Regions from separate parts of the Mus musculus genome. Here region 2 is linked to region 1. A link is a contact called in public HiChIP or PLAC-seq data. All regions are on one chromosome and are shown on one strand. Each heading gives the region's core, a stretch centred on a gene start, on an enhancer-like site or on the middle of the called end of the contact. The rest is flanking DNA. Distances are from core to core; before and after follow the strand shown. Region 1 has its middle 46 kb from the start of Gm46545. Region 2 has its middle 18 kb from the start of Gm38456.

Region 1 (5,947 bases), core at 1,118-3,617:
GCTGCCAACTGACCCAGCTAGACAAACCCCTTGGCGTCTTCCCATAAGACTCTATCCAATGGAGGAAATCCTGCTTACCCATGTTCATTGCAGCTGGCTTCACAGTAGTGAGGAAACAGAAGCAGCCTAGATATTTATTAACCAATGAGCGCATAATGAAAATGTGGAACACACACACACAGTGGAATTCTATTCAGCTATAAATAAAAACGAAGCCATAAAACTTTCAGGTAAATGGATCAGACTAGAAAATGTAGTGAATGAGCTCACACAGACCCAGAAAGACTAATGCTACACGTCTGCTTTTATTGTGGATCCCAGCTCTGAATCTTTAGATGAACATAGACATGCATTAGTCTATCTGTAAGCCCTAATTCAAGGTTAAGCATTTTAAGGACAAAGGGAGAAAGGCATGTGGATTTAGAAGCAGAAGACTGAATTGTTCTGCTTATAATGAGTTGATTTAAGTAAAGTCCTCTGTCAGCTCTTAGCAATATTCCAGCATCACATCACTTTAATTATGTTTGACTCTTGGTCATTCTGGACAATGACCTGTTTATTATGTGTTATGCCATGCTTTGCATGAGGCCTTCTGTGTATTGAAGTTCAATTATATGTTTTTAAAGTCACAATCTATTTTATTCATTTTCTGAAGACAAGAGTTTCTCTATGTCTTGGTTACCCTGGAACTCACTCTGTAGACCAGGCTGTCCTTGAATTTACAGAGACCCACCTGCCTCTGCTTCTCACATACTGGGATTAAACACATGCACCACCCACTGCTTAAAGTCATGATCTTTAGGGAAGGCTAATATGGGAAATATTTTCACACATTTTAAATGAGGAATAAGAAAATGTTTAAGTACTGTATCTTTTAATAACCATATCTTCCCAAGCCACTGGATAGAAAAGATCAAGTAAAAGATTTATAAGGTTACAATGATAAAAACCCAAACAGCAACAAATAAGAATCAATATTGATCCTAAAAGAGTAAAGTGGTCCAATTAAGTCCTTAGTTTTATGAACAGGGAGACTGAAACCTAGAGAACAAGTGGCTTGGCCAGGTCTACATAACAATGAGTAACACAGCCGATGTGACTCAGCATCTTCTTGAACCACTGGTCTGTGTCCTCTTTATTGATACCAAAACAGTGTTTCCCCTCAGTTCATCAGTAACTCCATAACAGGGGTACCCCCTGGCATTCTGAAACCTAAGTTCAATGGGGAAGCTCAACCCTTGATGGACATATAACATCTTGAGAATATATCCAGTGTCACTTCAAAGTATACACTGGTGTGTCTCCTGAGATCTGCTGCATTAATATGATTCTGTTACTGTAATGAAATGCCCAAGCCTGGAGAAATTATACAATAAGTGTGTTTATTTAACGTATCGTTCTAGTAGTTCGATGGCACAGCATTGGTGTTCAGTTGCTTTGGCCAATGCCTTACCACAGATGGCAGCAGAATGGCAGGAGTTCATGTGAAAGGGAGAGATAGTTTGGTTAGAGAGAAACTCAGTGACTTAGAGAACAGGATCAAGACTTTTATTTTTTTAGGATTTATTTTATTTTTATTTATGTGCATATATGTGTGCATATGTGTGTGCGCATGTATGTGCTTGTGAATATGGGTTCCTGTAAGGGCCAGAAGAAGGAATTTCCTAAGAACTGGAAATCCATAGGGTTGTGAGCTGCCTGATGTGGATGCTGTCAACTTAAATTTGGACCATCAGAAAGAGCAGCAAGTACTCTGAAACACTCAGTGATCTTGGCAGCCCTTAGGATCAAGATTTTATACTAACTCGTTTTCATGAGAACTAACTCAGGATCCTGTATGAATGGGGTACTGATTGGTTTGTGTGTCAACTTGACACAAATTGGAGTTATCACAGAGAAATGAGCCTCTCTCGAGAAAGTGCCTCTATGAAATCCAGCTGTAAGACATTTCCTCAATTAGTGATCAAGGTGGAAGGGCTCATTTTGAGTGGTGCCATCCCTGGGCTGATAGTTTGGGGTTCTATAAGAAAGCAAGCTGAGCAAGCCAGGGGAAGCAAGCCAGTGAGCAGCATTCCTTCATAGCTACTGCATCCACTCCTGCCTCCAAGCTCTTACCCTGTGTGAGTTCCTGTTCTGACTTCCTTTGGTGATGAACAGTAATGTGGAATTGTAAGCTGAATAAATTCTTTTTTCCCCAACTTGCTTCTTGGTCATGATGTTTTGTGTAGGAATAGAAACCTTGACTAAGACAAATGGCCTTAATTCTTTCCAAAAGCAGCACCTCAAAATCCCTAGACAGAGGTCCAACCTCCACCTTGAGTCACCGAGGGCCAAACCCAAAACCTTTGAACTCTTGGGTGGTGAATCATATCTGAATCATAGTAACTATCAACATTCTTTAGGATGGGTGGCTGAGCCTTCATCCAGGTGGGTGTCTCACTAGTCCAAATCAATACTATTTACAATAGTGGGGGCACTTGGGGGTGGAGTCTGGTATCAATCTTGTGATACAGCAAATTGTCTTGTGTGATGGTTTGAGTGAAAATGGCATCAAATAGGCTAATATGTTTAAATACTTGATGTCCAATTAGTGGAAGTATTTGGGAAGGATGGGAGAGGGACTTATCCTTTTTGAAGAAGGTGTGGCTCCTGGAGTCACACAATTCCCAGTGTGGTCTCTCTCACTCTGCCTCTTGCTTCTAGACTAAGTTATTCACTCTCAGCTGCTGCTCCAGGTTTTCCCGCCTCCACACTTTTGCTCAACCATCATGGACTCCAAACCTCTGAAACTATGAGCCCAATTAAATACTTTCTTAAAAAATAAGTTGCCTTGGTCATGGTGTTTTATCACAGCAATTGAATAGCAACTAATGTGTCTTGGCCTCTGTTAAGAAGAAGTGATGGGGCATGATAAAAACACAGAAGGGAATGGAGCAAAGATTCTTAATTTTTTGGCAGAAGACACCTTCCCGTTTCAACACAAACATTCAATGTGTGCAGAATTTCTTTCCCCTAACTCTCAGGAAAGAAAGATGAACCTTTAGCAATAAAGTAACATGACCAAGGCCAGGAAGGGCAAATGGACCATGATCATCATTGCAAATCTATACATAAGACAGAGTTTTCCCGAGAGAACTGCAACCTCTCCTAGTCTCTTCCTATTTTAAGTGCTCTTTACTCTCGGTTCCATTTATGTCGATAGAGCTAAGAAGGATACATATCTTTTAACCACTGAATTTAGTGTACCTGTCTTTGAACCCTGGTAATTTATTCTTTACACACATGATGCTAATTATTTCAAAGGGTCAGGGTTCCTACTCTAAGAGAGAGGTACAAGATGTCGACTTGCAGTGAGCATAATGTCCAATTATCAATGCATTTCCCACCAGAATGGACTTAGTACCTTCTAGAAGGGATTTGCCTTCACATTTGGTAGCCACTCCCTAGACACGGCCTCTTTAAAACTTGCTTTCTAGTAACTTGTGGGTGTGCCCGTACTGTTCTCTGTATCAGGGCCCTTAGGAGTCATTGCTATGCTTCAGGAACCTACCTTCTAACTTCCAGGTCAAATTCTTTCCCCTTAGAGCCTTCTTTAATCACTTTGTATGAAGGCTAAAATTTACTTCCTATGAAAGTCCTGTGAGCACTTTGCTGATGTCCCCCTGGAAGACTTAGAACACTGTATTCTAATAAGTAGTTAGAATGTCAATAAATACCGACTTCTGATCTCTTTGCTTTATCTGGATTATCTTGGCCTCAATGACACTGAATGTTTCCCCAGGGAATAGGAAATGATTTATATGGTGATTGACTTAAGGTTTTCCCCTAACATCCCACCTGCACCAAAGAATGGCTTTACATTTGTGTATTTTAACATATTTTACATTTTTATGGAGGAAAGGAATTCATACCTAATTCACATTTTATTGTGTTTTGCAGATAATACACTTTTACAGCTTAAATGTTTCTATGGCCCCAAACCAAACAGGTCTTTAAGTGAGCAGGAAATGCCACTGAGTGTGAAAGTACTTGTCTGGCACTCACAAGACCCAGCACTCTACAACATAAAACAAACACAAATTGCTCCATCAATGCTAATTGCCCAATGGTATGCTCTCCTTGTGTCTCCAAGTCACTTAAAAAATGTATATAGGATCTCTCTGTGAGGGGTACTCAGTATGTAGACCAGGCTGGCTTCAAACTTACAGGCCTGACTCTGCCTCCCAAGTGCTGGGTTGAAGAGCATGTGCCACCATGCCCAGCTATCTGTATCACATTCTTATAATTTTGTCAATATTCCATGAATTCCCTTTATTGTTAGATATGTGAATGTGATATTTACTTGCTGGTCTTTGATGATTCTGGGATGTCATGGGTTCTCATTTTAGAAGCAGCTAAGTCAACGGAGGAGTGTTGTGTGTGATCTACTTGCTCCACCAACCAGTTCCCTCCCCACCTCTCTGCCCCTTCTCAGGTCTCCCTCTTACTTGAGACACGCAGTACTGACATTATGCCAACTAATAGCCCAGCTACTGCCCAAGTAGAAGGAAGAAACATGTCTTTCTTGCTTTCTTCTTTCCTTCTTTCCTTCCTTCCTTCCTTCCTTCCTTCCTTCCTTCCTTCCTTCCTTTCCTTCCCCTCTTTCTTTCTTTCTTTCTTTCTTTCTTTCTTTCTTTCTTTCTTTCTTTCTTTCTTTCTTTTTTTCTTTGGTTTCTCTGTATAGGCCTGGCTGTCCTGGAACTCACTCTGTAGACCAGGCTGGCCTCGAACTCTTCTGAGAGTTCGCCTGCCTCTGCCTCCAAAGTGCTGGGATTAAAGGTGTGCGCCACCACGCCCGGCGAAACATGTATTTCTTAATTTAAATCAAGTTAGAAATGAGCACATTTAAAGAAGGAAGCATGCCGAAAGCTCCTTTAAAACTAGGCTCCTTACACAAAATAGCCACCAGAATGCAAAGAAGACAGCTTGGAAGTGCAACCCAAACAATCGAATGAGTGATGACATAGTTTAACAACCTTATTGATAGGCATGGTGGCAGTGCTAGTGGTTTAGGTAGAAGGTCAAAGCAGCCACAGCATTCCTTAAAACCAGAGCTCTCTGCTATTCTGCACATGCTGGAAGAGAGAAGGAAGCTGAAGAAGAAAATGTAATAGAGGTTCGATTATGAGGCTTGAAGAAAGAAAACCATCTCTATAACAAAGAAGGGCAATGTGAAGCAGGCAAGCCATGCTACAGGAGCCACAGAAGAGGTCTAGATCTAGCCAAGAAAGCCAGTGAAGACCTAACCCTCAGTAAACAAGGCAGCTTGGTCTTGGAAAAAGGTCTATCTAAGGCTTTCAGAGCTGCAGAGAATTCAGTGGCTGGCTTCAAAGGTTCAAAGGTTCAAAGGTCAGACTGACTCACCAGGGACAGTGCTGCTGATAACTCAAAGTTCAAGGCAAAGCTCACTTAAAACGCCTAGAGCTCTTAAAGATTTTCTAAATCTATGCTACCCTGTTTGCTAAATGGGACTAAGCCTGGGTGGTAGTCACTGCAGTAATCTACTATGCTCTTCCTCTCCCGATGAGGCCAGACAGGGAGGCCCAATTAGGAGAACAGGATCTACAGATAGGAAACAGTCAGGGACAGTCCCTGCTCCACTTTTTGGGGGACCTACATGAAGACCAAGCTGTGCATCTGCTACATGTGTGGGGAGCCTAGGTCCAGCCCTTGTATCCTCTTTAGTTTGTAGTTCCATTTCTGGGAGCCACTAAGGGTCCAGGTTAGTTGACTCTGTTGGTCTTTCTGTAGAAAACTCTGTCTAATGTTTGTCTGTGGGTCTCTGGATCTGTATCAGTCAGCTGCTGAGTGGAGGCTGTCAGAGGACAATTATGCTAGACTTCTGTCTGCAAGCATAACATAGTATCATGGTTTCCTGAAATGGCTTCTACTTGAGGCAAAAATGCTA
Region 2 (5,947 bases), core at 1,920-4,419, 280 kb before region 1:
CAAATGTGAGAAATCCTGGCTAGGGAACGTATATCTAGGCCTCCCCAATGGCTAGGGAATGTATATTTAGGCCTCCCCAAATAAAGTGTTCTGACATGGAAGAAGTTTTGTAGTAACAGAACAAAGAAAACCATAAATGAAAGGCAGTTTTAAAATACATTTCTGAATAAAACGGAGAGGCAGTTACAGGAAGATGAGGGAATCTCTTCTACAGACCTCTGATGCCATAGGATGCCACCCTCAGCCTTTGGGTTGGTGGAAGCTGTGGATATGATAAATTAATAGATTCTAAAAGGCTTTCATCTATTAGTCACAGGGTGTTCATTCTGACTCAGAGGTGGGGAGGGAATGGCTAACGTTAGTCAAAGGTAATGCAAGTTGCTCTGAGCCTGCAGCATTGCAAGCTCCCCCACCACTGCAGTTCTAATCAGTCCATCATCTGTCTGCAGAGAGAGGCAGCTTCCTTCCAGGCACTCTCAGCATGGAAAAAACAGGCATGAGCAAGGTTCCTGGAATCCCCTTCCCCTTCTTTTATAAAATGGTTCAGTGTGTACATGTTTATCCTGTATGTATGACTGTGCACCATGGGCATACAGTGCCTGAGGAGACCAGAAGAGGGCATCAGATCTATTGGAACTGGTGTTACAGATGGCTGTTAGTTGCCCCGTGGGAACTGGGAATGGAACCAGGGTCCTCTTGTTAATAGCAGTAGCTGCTCTTAACTGCTGAGCCACCATCCAAACCTCTAGGTCTCTGTAACACTGTAGTGCTTTCACTGTAAATCTCTCCTAGGTATTTCCACTTGGATTATTTGAGATGTTTCCCTTTGAGATAGTGTATTGATTACAAGAAAACCAAGTCAGCTCTAGCTTTATTTGCGCAAGAAGTTTTGCATTTAAAGTATACAATTAGAATCTTCCAGAGGTAAGGCCAGAGGCAAGCTGGATGAGAATCCTAGGTTTGCCTGGAGACTTTTGAGTGACACAACTTGACAGTTCCTGATTGAGAAGAACCCTCTCTTATCGCCAGCTCATCCTCAAAAGGAAGCCTTCCAGGTTTGTTGTTCTGTCACTTCTGTTCCTCACCCAGCACCCACAGGCCAGTTGAGAGTGCACATAGGGTCTGTAGTCCACTGCCATTCCCCAGCTGGAAACCACTGGGGGCCTGGTATTGACAGATGTGGACTTCTCACACAGACGCGTTTCTTAAATGTTCCACTGTAGCATAATGTGTCAATCAGCTTTCTCTCCTGGAGACAAAAATATCGGGGATAAACAACCATGTGGAGGAAAGATTTCATTTGGTTCATGGCTTCAGGCTTGTGAGCCCTTGGCCCTGTGGCCCTGGCACTTGGCAAGGCAGAACATCATGGTGGAAACCTGTGGTAAAGCAAAGCTCTGGCTATTCTATCAGAGGCAGAGGGAGAAGTGAGGAAGAGGGAGAGGGAAAGGGAGAAGAGAGGAAGAGAGAGGGAGGGAGAGAGGGGGAGGGAGGAAGGGAGATCTATAGGGCTAGAGCTGTAGTCCCATTATATTTCTAAAGAAAGTGCCACTAAGGACATTTCTTCCTTAAGTGCCCCCACCTGAGTATCTGCAGCTTCCTGATAATGCCACCATGGGGACCAAGCTTTTAATACATGGCCTTTAAGTGACATAACAAATAGCACTCACTTCTTTCATCCCCCGAACCACCCTTTAGTGCTAAGTGGTATAAACTGTGGCACTATTGTTCCTGGAGTTATTAAGGGTCAAGGTCTGGGCCTTGATAGACTCAGCTCCTGTCCTCAGTAAGCCAATGACATCAATAGTAGTGAGGTACAGAAAGAAAGGCATATATGTCCTAGGCATGTCATAGAGCTGTGATCTGTTCTAGGTATGGGCAGCCAGGGAGGAGATAATCTATGGCATGGAAGTTGGTTCGGGGCCATGGTGTGTGGGATTTCGGGGCCCTAGGAGTCATAGATTCACGTGGTCTTCTATACCTCTCGTCTGGCAGGAAAGGCCAGCATTCAGACCCTAAGGCTCCAGGGTTGTTTGATTCTATTGCTATCTTTCAGTTCCTGTGAGAGACTTTCCTTCTTATCTCACCTGACCTACTCATTGACCTACTCAGTCCCGGGGTCCTAAGGCATAGAGGCTGTGTGATTATATTGAACACCAGTCCGGCTCCTCATTGTAAAGGTGGAACTACTGAGCTCTGATTAGTGTTAATTCAGTTAATTACTGAAGTAAGTAACCTTTCAAGTTCCTTATATTGTACCATATAACACTCCCCAGTACACCAGTACAGGGTTAGAGCATGGAGAACAGAAATATTATATGTGTGTGTGTGTGTGTGTGTGTGTGTGTGTGTGTGTGTGCTGGTGATAGCACAGTCAGATCCACTGCATTTAATACATCAGATCCACTGCATTTAATACATCTGCAATTAGAGATTTTGAGCAAAAAAAAAAAATTATGAAAAATACAAGCAAGCAGGAAAAAAAACCCAAGTTAATCGAGTTGTAGTGTTAGAAAAAGTACTTCCCCCGTTGGATATATTGAATTCACTCAAATCTGCTATTGCAGAGCAGAGATAAAAATTAATAGCTTTGTTTCCTGTGATCTCTTTATCAGACGAAGTGCAGGACTAAGGCTCTCAGTTACTTTAATGGAAAAACTGAAGTTGTATTATCAGATGATAAGGCTGTGTCAGGTGTTATTTTATTCTCTTATCTTCCTTGTTCAAGGTGAGGTGCTGGAGTCCTGATGGATGAGCTGGCCTGCCAGCTGGCCTGCTGTGACCATGGATCTCAGAGCCTTGATCTCACTCTGCCTTTCAAGATAACTGTGGCAGGTGAGAGAGGCCTCCAGGCCAGTTGATTCTGATCTCAAACTAAAGCCTTGATGGCTGGGGTCCTTGTCACAGGACGGTGGACTTGAGGAGATCTGCTAACTCAGTCCAGTAAGCAAGGAACATCGGAGATCACCTGCTAATGCTGGCTGAATAAACTCTCCGGGAGGGGGTCATGAAGTGATGTGGCCCAGGGTAGCTGCACTGCAGGTGCTTTCTGGCCCCCTCCCGGAGAGTTTATTCAGTGAGCGTTAGCAGGTGATCTCAGATGTGCCTTGTGTTATGTTTGATCATGATGAGTCATGCCAGTCCCTGCTACCCTTGGGAAGCTCCCAGCCCAGAGGGCAGCAGACTTGATCACGAGGTAAGGAGGCTTATTCATATCCTCCTCTGGGCTTCCAGAGCACTTTGTACCTATCTGTACTTCAGCTGTTGTTGTTGTATGTGAGCAGTTATTTGTCTGCAAGACTGTATTTTCCCTATTTGAATACAAGCTCAACAGAAAAGGGTGAAGGCATACATGTGGTCTCATGCCCACTGTTTTAGCACCATGGATGAAGTAAAACCAGTATGTGTGAACTATTAGTGTGTATGACAGCTGTTGTGTTTATTTGTTATTTAATTACTGGTGTGTATTTTTTTTTTTACAGCGTCACCTTCAATCAGTTTTACTAATAGCAGAGGTTTCAAAAAGAAGTAGCTAAAAAAAAAAAAAAAAAAAAGAAGTAGCTTTACTGAATGCTGGGCATGAGGTCATAATTTCACAGCTCAGCCCCCTATTCACTCACAAAAAGGCCCTGGTGTCTCATCGTTCACTGGTGCTAGTGGTGGATCAGGGCTGACCATGGGCCAAGAGAATGTTGGCCACCAGTGAGGCAGAATAGGTTCTGATTGTTCTAGCTCTCCACTGAGATCAGGATTAGGGGCCAGGTTGTCCCCTGTCTAAAAGCCTCAGTTACTTTATCTGGGGGGCATTTTTATGAACAGGGACTCATAAAGCTCTGTCTATCATGCTTCTAAAGGCTGTTAAGGGAGTCTTATGAAAATGGATGTAGAAGGCTTCCGGGGAAGATAGTAGACTAGGCAGTGCCTCCATGTAACCTAGCGAGGAAAAACCAAAACATGAAAAAAATACACTATATTTCAAAAGGAGAAAGAGGAAGTGCTCCGGAAGAGTTCCAGAGTAGTGATGTGATACCCCAAGAGTGCAGAGCCAAAGAATGACCTCATCAGCCAACGCTCCATCCCTATGGCTCCTGAGAAGGGCTAGCACACTATCTACGTTAGTGGTTCCATTGTCTGACCTATGGTTCTTGGTGAGGTCAATGAACATTAATTAATTAAGTATATTCCTATTTCTTGTACCATTTGATTGTGATGCTATTCTAACAGTTTGCTTTCCTCACACTGACTGGTGCTGGAGAGTGAGCCCTCAAGAGTAGGTTCCTCAATAAGAAAATCTCCAAATCCAACTAGTTGAGATGTCCAACAAATGCAAAGATCACATCACAGAAGTACAAGAGTTAGCAAATGGCAAGGTGGCACTAATCCTCTACCAGGTCACAAGTCTTTTTTTTTTTTTTCACTTTTAAAATAGACTATTATAATCACTTTATTTTTGCATTGGGACTTTTTTGCTTCTGAGGTTTTTTTTTTAATATTTTTTATTACATATTTTCCTCAATTACATTTCCAATGCTATCCCAAAAGTCCCCCATACCCTCCCCCCCACTTCCCTACCCACCCATTCCCATTTTTTTGGCCCTGGCATTCCCCTGTACTGGGGCATATACAGTTTGCGTGTCCAATGGGCCTCTCTTTCCAGTGATGGCCGACTAGGCCATCTTTTGATACATATGCAGCTAGAGACAAGAGCTCCGGGGTACTGGTTAGTTCATAATGTTCCACCTATAGGGTTGCAGATCCCTTTAGCTCCTTGGGTACTTTCTCTAGCTCCTCCATTGGGAGCCCTGTGATCCATCCAATAAGGTCACAAGTCTTTAACTGTTGAGTTAAACGATGTTAAAACAGGTGAAACACTGCATGAAGATTTCAAAAGTTTACTAGTAAACACGATGAATTACCTTAAGGAGGATATGAACAAGCAAATAAATTGAAGCCAGGACCCAATTTGAACGTCAGCAACATAAAATGGAAGTCAGCAAAATGAATGAGAAGATAAGGAATGTTCAGAGGGAAACTGAGATTTTGAAAAATGAAGCAAACAGAAATGCTGGAAATGAAAAAAACAAAATACTCAAATGAGTAAATGAAAAAGTACAGGGGGAATCGTGACCAATGAAGCCAACCAGGAAGGAAAAAAGAATGTTGCAGATGGAGAATAAGATGTAAGACATGCTTCCCTGGGACATCAGGTAAAAAACCAATGGGCTTGGGCACAACATTCAAGAATTCTGAGATAGACCCAAGAGACCAGACATAAGAATCCTGGGGCTAGAAAAAAGAAACATGCAGAAAATAAAGAGTAGAGAAACTATTTGATGAAATTATAGCAAAATTTTCCCTTAGTCCAGAGAAATGAATGTCCAAACACAAGAGGCAATTACAGCCCCAAATAGACTTGATGAACCCCTTTCCAGAACATTCTAAGATGTGAAGACTACAAAGTAAATAATTATTAAAAAGCTGTGCAGGAAAAATTCCAACTCACCTACAAAGACAAACACAGCCGAATATTATCATCTCTATCGCAAGCAACTCCAAAAGCCAAAAAAAAAGACCAATATATTTTAAGTCTTGAAAGTAAATCACTGCTAACCCAAATTACTAAATCCAGCAAAGCTATCATTTAAAATTGACCAAGAAATAGGTGCATTTTGAGATAAGCACAAACTAAGGCAGTTCATGACCAGCAAACTTGACTGCAGAAGGTACTTAAGGGAATGCTATACACAGGAAGAGAAAAGAATCAAGTTTAGTAATGAGAACAAAGGAAAGAATACATTTTGGGGAAAGGATAGAAGAACACGAGGGAGCTATGTCCAAACAGTAAGTGAGAAACCCCTCATGCTAAGGAGGGGAAAGGGAAGAACCAACAGTAACCTAGCTGCAAGTAAACAGCCAACAGGATCGCAGGGTTTAGTCAACAGCTCTC

The links. HiChIP or PLAC-seq counts read pairs in DNA pulled down with a chosen protein or histone mark.
Region 2: a contact with region 1 is called in an HNF4G HiChIP or PLAC-seq map of pancreatic cancer cells. The contact joins two enhancer-like sites. A contact is called at or near these places in 1 of 15 datasets of contacts at CTCF or cohesin (the NIH/3T3 cell line), 3 of 484 Hi-C or Micro-C datasets (bone marrow-derived macrophages, liver and nephron progenitors) and 2 of 115 datasets of contacts at active chromatin or transcription factors (embryonic stem cells and pancreatic cancer cells).

Annotation. Positions count from the first base shown.
Region 1 is chr16:24,034,086-24,040,032 of GRCm38.p6, reverse strand. No RefSeq gene overlaps it. Among named protein-coding and RNA genes, the nearest start is that of Gm46545, 46 kb to the left of the region's middle. Within about 2 kb of position 2,367, at least 12 of the 459 cell types and tissues checked have an H3K27ac peak or open chromatin away from gene starts, as enhancers often do. A contact at or near this core is called in pancreatic cancer cells, where this site is marked.
Region 2 is chr16:24,310,938-24,316,884 of GRCm38.p6, reverse strand. No RefSeq gene overlaps it. Among named protein-coding and RNA genes, the nearest start is that of Gm38456, 18 kb to the right of the region's middle. Within about 2 kb of position 3,169, at least 54 of the 459 cell types and tissues checked have an H3K27ac peak or open chromatin away from gene starts, as enhancers often do. A contact at or near this core is called in pancreatic cancer cells, where this site is marked.